Regions from separate parts of the Anas platyrhynchos genome. Here region 1 is linked to region 2. The links are chromatin contacts, called in public Hi-C maps. All regions are on one chromosome and are shown on one strand. The core of a region is the stretch at or near the end of the contact, and the rest is flanking DNA. Distances in the headings are between cores, read along the strand shown.

The links. A called contact is a pair of places that touch in the nucleus more often than the background predicts.
Region 1: a Hi-C map of subcutaneous adipose tissue shows a contact between it and region 2, with 2.4 times the contacts expected there. The contact joins the enhancer-like site here to the promoter of WARS1 in region 2. A contact is called at or near these places in 4 of 8 Hi-C or Micro-C datasets (F1 follicle, liver, skeletal muscle and 1 more).

What each region holds. Positions count from the first base shown.
Region 1 is chr5:12,608,017-12,611,846 of IASCAAS_PekinDuck_T2T, reverse strand. All of the region lies in intron 2 of YY1 (YY1 transcription factor), which reads left to right. Among named protein-coding and RNA genes, the nearest start is that of YY1, 14 kb to the left of the region's middle. Within about 2 kb of position 1,641, at least 5 of the 8 cell types and tissues checked have an H3K27ac peak or open chromatin away from gene starts, as enhancers often do. A contact at or near this core is called in F1 follicle and subcutaneous adipose tissue, where this site is marked.
Region 2 is chr5:12,534,919-12,538,461 of IASCAAS_PekinDuck_T2T, reverse strand. It overlaps WARS1 (tryptophanyl-tRNA synthetase 1), which reads right to left and starts at 1,361. Exons shown (of 11, transcript XM_027457764.3): 1 at 1,241-1,361. It overlaps WDR25 (WD repeat domain 25), which reads left to right and starts at 1,278. Exons shown (of 7, transcript XM_027457762.3): 1 at 1,278-1,406; 2 at 3,433-3,543. The coding sequence starts at 3,491.

The DNA of each region.
Region 1 (3,830 bases), core at 392-2,891, 73 kb before region 2:
CTTCTGTATTGCTGCAGCCTTACAAAAAGCATTTCAGAAGCTGCAGAAATTCAGCACGTGAAATGGGCACCACTGCTGCTCAGCAGCTAGGTGGCACCAGCGGAACGAGCGTTTATTCCATCGACATACCGCTGGATTCTGTTGCCTTTTTGGTGCGTCATTGAGTCATGTAACAGGAATCTGGGCCCTTTAACTGGAACCTCTGTAGTGATTCCTGGAAAGGGTTTTTCTACATCCTGAAACTATTGAAAACACCGCAAATAAACAAACTGCATCAGAACATTAAGATCTGCTTAGTAATTCATAGATGAATGACTATAAATTATACCTGTTGGGCAACTTCCTTCCACAAATTACTGCATTCTATTGTACAACTCATGCATTTTCTCTACTACGCTTTAAAAATTCAATAAAAGTAAAAATGGATTTGTGTATTTCTCTAAGGCAGTCAGATCAGAATGTAAAACATTAGTTGTCAATGATCTGCAACAAAAGAAATAAAACCTCATAAATTACCTCCTTTTTCTTTCGATACCTTTTGGCTGGGACACTGAAAGTCCATTAAGGTGAAATAAAATCACAGAATTGTCTAGGTTGGAAGAGACCTCCAAGATCACGGAGTCCAACTTCTAACCTAACACTAACCAGTCCTCCACTAAACCATATCCCTAAGCTCTACATCTAAATGTCTTCTAAAGACCTCCAGGGATGGTGACTCCACCACTTCCCTGGGCAGCCCATTCCAATACCTAACAACCCTTTTGGTAGAGAAGTTCTTCCTAACATCCAACCTAAACCTCCCCTGGTGCAACTTGAGCCCATTCCCCCTTATCCTGTCACCAGGCATGTGGGAGAACAGATCAACCCCCACCTCACTCCAGTTTCCTTTAAGGTACCTATAGAGAGCAATAAGGTCACCCCTGAGCCTTCTCCAGGTTGAAAACCTTTGATGAAGGCTGAAAACCTTGGATGAAAATGTTTCATCCAAGTCTAAACCGATTACGAGCTGCTCTGTAGTTAGATGTGAAGCAGTCATAACTGCTTGGAGAAGTAACAGATGTGTTTCTAGTTGGTGCATATGGTAGGCTTCTTTAAAATTCTCCCAAACAAATCCCCTTGAAAACTCCTGTCTGCTCTCTTGATAGATGACTGAACTGACTAGAGACAGCACAGTACAAATATAAGTAAAATACAAAGAAATAAAAAGAGAAGTTGGGAAATTGGCACAGTAATGGGTCCTAGTGGTAAAAATTATCTTCTCTGTGGCTTTATTTTCTGCTCCTCTTGGTACCTTTCCTGGAAGAGAGCCATTGGAGGAAGTGCCCCTCCTGTTAAGACGGCTTTCCAAAATGGATAGAAAACAAAGGCAAGGCTACTGTGTTAGAGTTTGAAACTGGACACCCTTCTTAAACATGACAAAGCATGCTGGCCACCTAGCTTTATGACTTAGGCCTCTTTATAAGGTATGTGCTTTTGTACTCGTCTTGTTCTTGTTCCAGAGACACTTAAAGGGCAGTAAACTGACAATTGCTTTACCCCAGGCATTACTCGGGGGAAAGGGAAATCTCTTGCTCTGTCCCACGCTGCTAAGGTCACTCTCTGTGTTTACATACATGATGTTCTGCAAACTGGAACAAAACCAGTAACTATTTTTGCTGGAACCTTGGAACAAAAGGGAACAGTTTAATTTTACAACAGTTCTGGGCCCAGCTGCGTCGGAGGCTAACTGTGGGCTCTTTGATTGTAGGTAGATTCCTAGGACACCTTGTGGCACTCCCTTTGTGTCTGTTTATCCAGAAGCCAGTCTAGCCAGTTTCGGGAGCTCTTTAGCACAAACGGACCACTTGTGGTACTTCTGCCTCAGCAGGGCACTATGAAGGGTGTGACAGTGAGGGAACAGACCAGAAGTGGAAGTGAACCTGTAGAGAATAACTTCCTCCTTTTCTAACCATTCATAGGGATGCGGTCATCGGTAGAGGTGAATTATCACTGTTGATCATCAGAGACCTCCAGGAAGTGCAAAAGAAGTTGCCAGAGCAATGCTGTTTAGGTTTCTATAGAGGGAGAAGAAAAAATATGACAACACAGGTTTAACGGGAAGAAAAAAAAAAAAAAGATAGCGAAAGGGAGGGTGGATTTCTATACTGTTAGTTGCTTTTGACTGCTTTAGCACTGTTTCTGTGGCTAACTTGTTAAAAATCTGATTCATCTCCAGCATAATTGTTTGTGGAGATTGACAGAGCTTTGATGCAGAGGTTCTACTGGAAGGAACAGCTCCTGCAGGGCAGTGAAAGGAGGTAGTTAGCTGTAACTGTCACTGCAATATTAGAAAGAAACTTTGTTTTGAGGAATGGTTAATACCTGTGATTTCACTCCAGCAATGTGATGCTTTAAATACAAGTTATCAGGCTTAGCCTTTAACTGCAATGTCCTGTACCTGGGTCTAAAAGGTTATACTTCCATTTTTTTTGATGGTCTGCAGTTGTTACTGCTAGACGTGGCCCACAGAAGCTTGCTGCAGAAATGGGAATTCTGGTCTTGCCATGGAAATGGGCTCTGTGCAAAGGCAGCTGTTTTGGAAGTTCCACCCAGGTGTTAACGTGTGCCTCCATAGTTGCTTTAAATAGCGGTATCTGCTAGAGTTCTGGTTTTGGTCAGTGTTTCAGGCTAAGAAAACTTGGGAGGGAGCTGGTAGGGATGTTCTATTGGGTGGGAACCAGATGTCTAACCACCAGCAAGAGCTACCTGCAACAGTGCAATTAAGATCAGCAGTCCAGGTTCTTCTAGTCTGGGCTCCTCTTGCAGAAAGCTAATTTTAAAGTAAAACCAAAAACTTCCTTTAATACTTTTGAACTTTTAAGTCTTTAAATTCTTCTTTGAGTGATTATCCACGTGGATGCCACTACTTTGTGAGCAGTATGACACCTTGGACAGAAAATGACCTGCTGTAGCTGTGCTTGTGGTGTCAGTACGCTCATGCCTTTGACCCAGGTGTACAAAGGGCCCAGCAGCTGCTTGTTGCCTGTGCACTGAGATGCAACCTGGGCAGTGTTTGCCTCTTACTCTTGATGTGTCTGCTTCTGTTTTTTTCAGTAGCACTTGGTTGCCTGCGCAACCCTGTGATATACACAGTATTGTTCACAGTTTTAGGCTTAAGTTGCCCACTTCCCATGTTTCCACAGGAGAAAAGAAATGGTTTAAATTGTATCTGTTTATTGGCAGAATGTTGGTGTCATTTTGTAGTCAATAGGGACTAAATGTTTATGTAGTCAAGTATGCTATTAGGCTGATGCTCCTTAGTTCAGAAAAGAAACAGAAAACTAGAAAGTCAGCTTGTTCCAGAATGGACGCTTCCAATATTGAGTGCCTGCTCAGACAGTAAACTGAAAAGGTGTATGTTGAAGCTCCAGTCTGTGCCAGTCTGACTGTCCGGTTCAACCGAGCTTTGTTCCTCAAAGTTCTTGGCTACACCAGTCTAGAGGCTTCCTGACCACACAGGCCAGGTTATTCTCCCTCTTGTTCTGCTTTAGCAGCCTGGTGTGTAACAGCCTGTTGTAGCATTTCTTGGTCAAAGTTGGATTCAATACTGGAGGCAAGATACAAGAATTAGGAATAGGATTTAACTCAGTGGTCAGTGCTATCTTGTGCTAATCCCTGCCTACTAAAGCTGTTAACATCTCTTATTACTGATTGCATTTTTATCTAGTCTCTCCTTTTACAAATGGTCAGTTATGACCTCAGAACAGTGATGTTTTTACTGATTCTGATGATGTTGTGGACATTGATTTCGGGCTTAGGGGCATTTTTGTTTTAGGGTCAGGGAAATGAGT
Region 2 (3,543 bases), core at 112-2,611:
AATTTAATAAGACCTGAGGCTGATAAAATGAGATAGCAGTACAAACCCTAATGAGAAAAGCCAACTGAGAGGAAAAAAATTCTATGGAAAATATCACTGCAATTTGGCCAGCGTGGCAAAGTGCTGCATCACAGTCTGAAGTGGTTTCATTATGCAACCACCCAAGCTATTGCATGAGGTTTTTCTTGAGAGGAAAATGACATCATCTTAGCTCACACTGATTCTTAATTTCCCTGCACTATAATCAGAGGTGACAGCGACAAATTAAAAGTGCAAACAGCTGTATGTTGGAAATAGCATCCACCCTGGGCACTCTCTATCATGCCATGCCCATGAGGAAAGAGCTCTGTGCCCACGCAGAACCCCGATGACTTTCAAAGGATTTTGTACATCCAAAGGGAGCTAGCTGAACGTTCAGAGACTAAAACACGTGTTAGAAATCTCTTCCTTACTAGAGGAGGAATATGCCTCTCAAATATACGTAGAGGTACCCATTAACGATTTTATAAGAAATGGAGTTGTAAGCTCAGTGCCTTGTCATCTCCCACTTTCAGAAGGAACTCTGGAGAGCCCCTCCAGCACATATTGGTCCCTTGCTGAGCATGAAACACGAATGGATGGAGTTTAGAGGGCCCATATTCAGGCACAACGAATCACAGAAGCAGATGGCTCCCCTTTCCCAGCATTAATACCTATATAGATATATAAAGAAGCAGGTGACAGCTGCATTAGCGGCTGAGCGCGACTTCACCACGTCCCTCCCACAGCACAGCCAGCCCTGAATGCACTCACACCGCCTTTACTGAAATCGCCGCCGTCAGAAGCCTCCGCGGGCAACTTCCCCGGGCCTGGCTGGGGGCTACGCCGCGCTGAGGCCGGGGCGCCGCGTGCCGCGCAGCTGCGCCATTCCCAGAGCCCGCTCCGGGAAGCCTCGGGAGGAAGGAAGGCACCCGCCGGCTGCTGGGCGCTACCGGGCGCTCAGGAGAGGCCGTGGGGCAGCGGCTGCTCCCCCCCTGCCCGCCCGCAGCTCCCCGCTCCCGGCCGCTCCGCTCCGAGCCGCTCCCGGCCCGCTCCTGTCAGACGCGATCGTGTCACAGCCGCTCCCGCCCGGCTCCCCCTTCCGCGCCCCGTTCCGGCTGGGAAACACGCTCCGCCCGGAACCATCGTTTCCCCCCCTCCTTGCCCCCACCCGCGCCCAGCAGCCCCTCCTGCCCCTAGAGACCCCCGCAGAAGGACTCGCCATCGCGCAGCGAGCCGCGGCCTCAGCCCTGCCCGCCGCTCCGCGCTGTGCCTGCGGGGAAAAAGCCACAGGCCGGCCGCTTAGAGAGAGGGGAGCGGTTTCTGCCCGGCGCGCTTATAAACGGGGAGCAGCCGCGGGACGCCGGCTTCCGGGGGCCGCCCCTCAGGTACCGGGGGCCGCGGCGGGGCCTGGGGGGGGGCTCCTGTGAGGAGGGCGCTTTGCTCGTCCCAAAATACCGAGGCCTGCGGGGGCTGCGTGTGGTGCCGGGGTGGGTTTATGTCGTCCGATGCGGTTTAGCGGCTTCTTTGCAGTGTCCCGCAGCAAGGTGTTGGTTTGGCATCCCGATACCTGCAGGGAGGGGCCCCCTGCTTACCCCAGAGCCTCGCGCTGCCTCTTGTCTGTGTGCCTGAAAATGCAATAAAGCAGTTTTTGCAAGTCTAACCCACACGTATATCTTCATTCATAGCTTTCTGCCGGAGGTCAGCTTCTTACTGTGAGTTATTCACTTACATGGTGAATCTTGGTCGCAGTCTGTTTCCAGCCTTATGCTACAAATAGTAACTGCGTGCTGTAGTCACTGAGGTGCAGGCCTTCGGTGTTAGTACTTGGTTGGTGAGAACTGTCAAATAAAGTTGACTTGGAGGAAAAAGGGTGCTTATTACTACTTCTGTTTTTAAATGAGTTGTTCTGGAACACTTCTTAGTTATTTTTCCCTTTGAAATTGCTTAAGTGAGATGCTGTTTTAACAAATGAAGCTGTATTACTCAAAAAAAAAAATCTCTTACAGTTGTAAGTTGCTGAAGCTTGCAACTATCATAAACCACAGATAAAGACAAAATGCCCTCTAGAGGGAGATCTTGGTGCTTTTATGTGCTAAAACGTCAGTAGCCGGGTTCCAGTTAAGCATCCTGATCACTTGGAAAGGGCCTGATGTTGATCAGTGTGTTTGTCTGAATGGGGTTTGTGCTTACCAGCTTTGTTACAGAACACAGACCACAGCCTGTGATGTAGCTGTGCTGTAGGTTAAATAAAACCTGCTCATTTTAACTCAAATAGATCTCATTGTGAAGTTAAATGAGTAATCATTACAAGTGCCAGCATACTGCTCCAGCAGTAGTGTTTGTAGGACTTTCATTTGTGGCATCAACTCTGCAAATGCTTATGGACACACTGCCTTTTGGACAGCAGTCTCAATCCAGTTGCTTTTGAGGGTAGATTCTCCAACCTAAATTTCAGAAACTGTTCTGGAAGTGTTGTAGGTTAAATCATTGTAGCATGATGAGTGCTCACAGCTGAGCAAGAAAACAAAGCAGAAATAGTAATTTAATTTGCCATCTAATAAATCTTAGTAATTGAAGGGTAGCGGTGCTTTTTGATTGCAAACAGCAGAGGTTAAACATTATTTCAGACACCATCTATGATGTGAATGTAGCTAAACCTATTGTCCACATGTGCCACATAGATTTTGGAAAAAAAGATTTTTGGGATTGTTACAGTGGTAAATTATTCCAGGTTCCATATGCAATCTCAGCGTGTGATTTCTTTTTCATAAAAGTTCTGAGAAAATTAGCTCCACAGTAAACTTTATTTTCTATAAGTAAATGTGAGCGGTGAATTCAGTGTAGCTTCTGGCCTATGCCTGTTACATTAAAGGAGATAGTGGGAAAAATTCTTTATCCTGTAAGACTACCAAGTGGATCAAAAATACATTTACTGTTTTTAGTAGCCAATTGAACCCCTTCGTACTTAGCAGTATGGAAGAGTTGAAAGAAACTGTTACTGTTACTCCAAAGTACCTGTAGTATTTGTATTATTATAAATGAACATCCTAAACCACTGGCCCTCTTGTTTATGTGCGAGGAGGAGGGAGTTCTACTGCAAGTAAGGTGGAAGTGATTTGCAGTACTTACTCTGGAAGTTTGTTTTCCTTTCCACACTCATTTTCTCCTTGTCTTGCGGTATGCAAATGCATCTCTGCAATGCATTAAAAATGTATGCAAAGTGCTTGGAGGCAAATGATGTTGCACCATTGAATGTACAGATGTGCTATAATAGAGGAATACATTCCAGGAATAAATGGGAATAAAATACTCACGGATTTTGTTAAGAAAAGCATAATTTGTATCTTTAAGTTACATGTATTGTGGAGTCCATAATAAATTGTGCTCTGAATGGTCAATTTTTCATTGTAGATTGTTGCTTTGGAGATTCCAGCACTGAGATTTCTGGTGTCTGCTATATCGAGCCATAATGAGTTCATCACTGGTTGCTTATGATGATTCAGACCCCGAGGCAGAAACTGA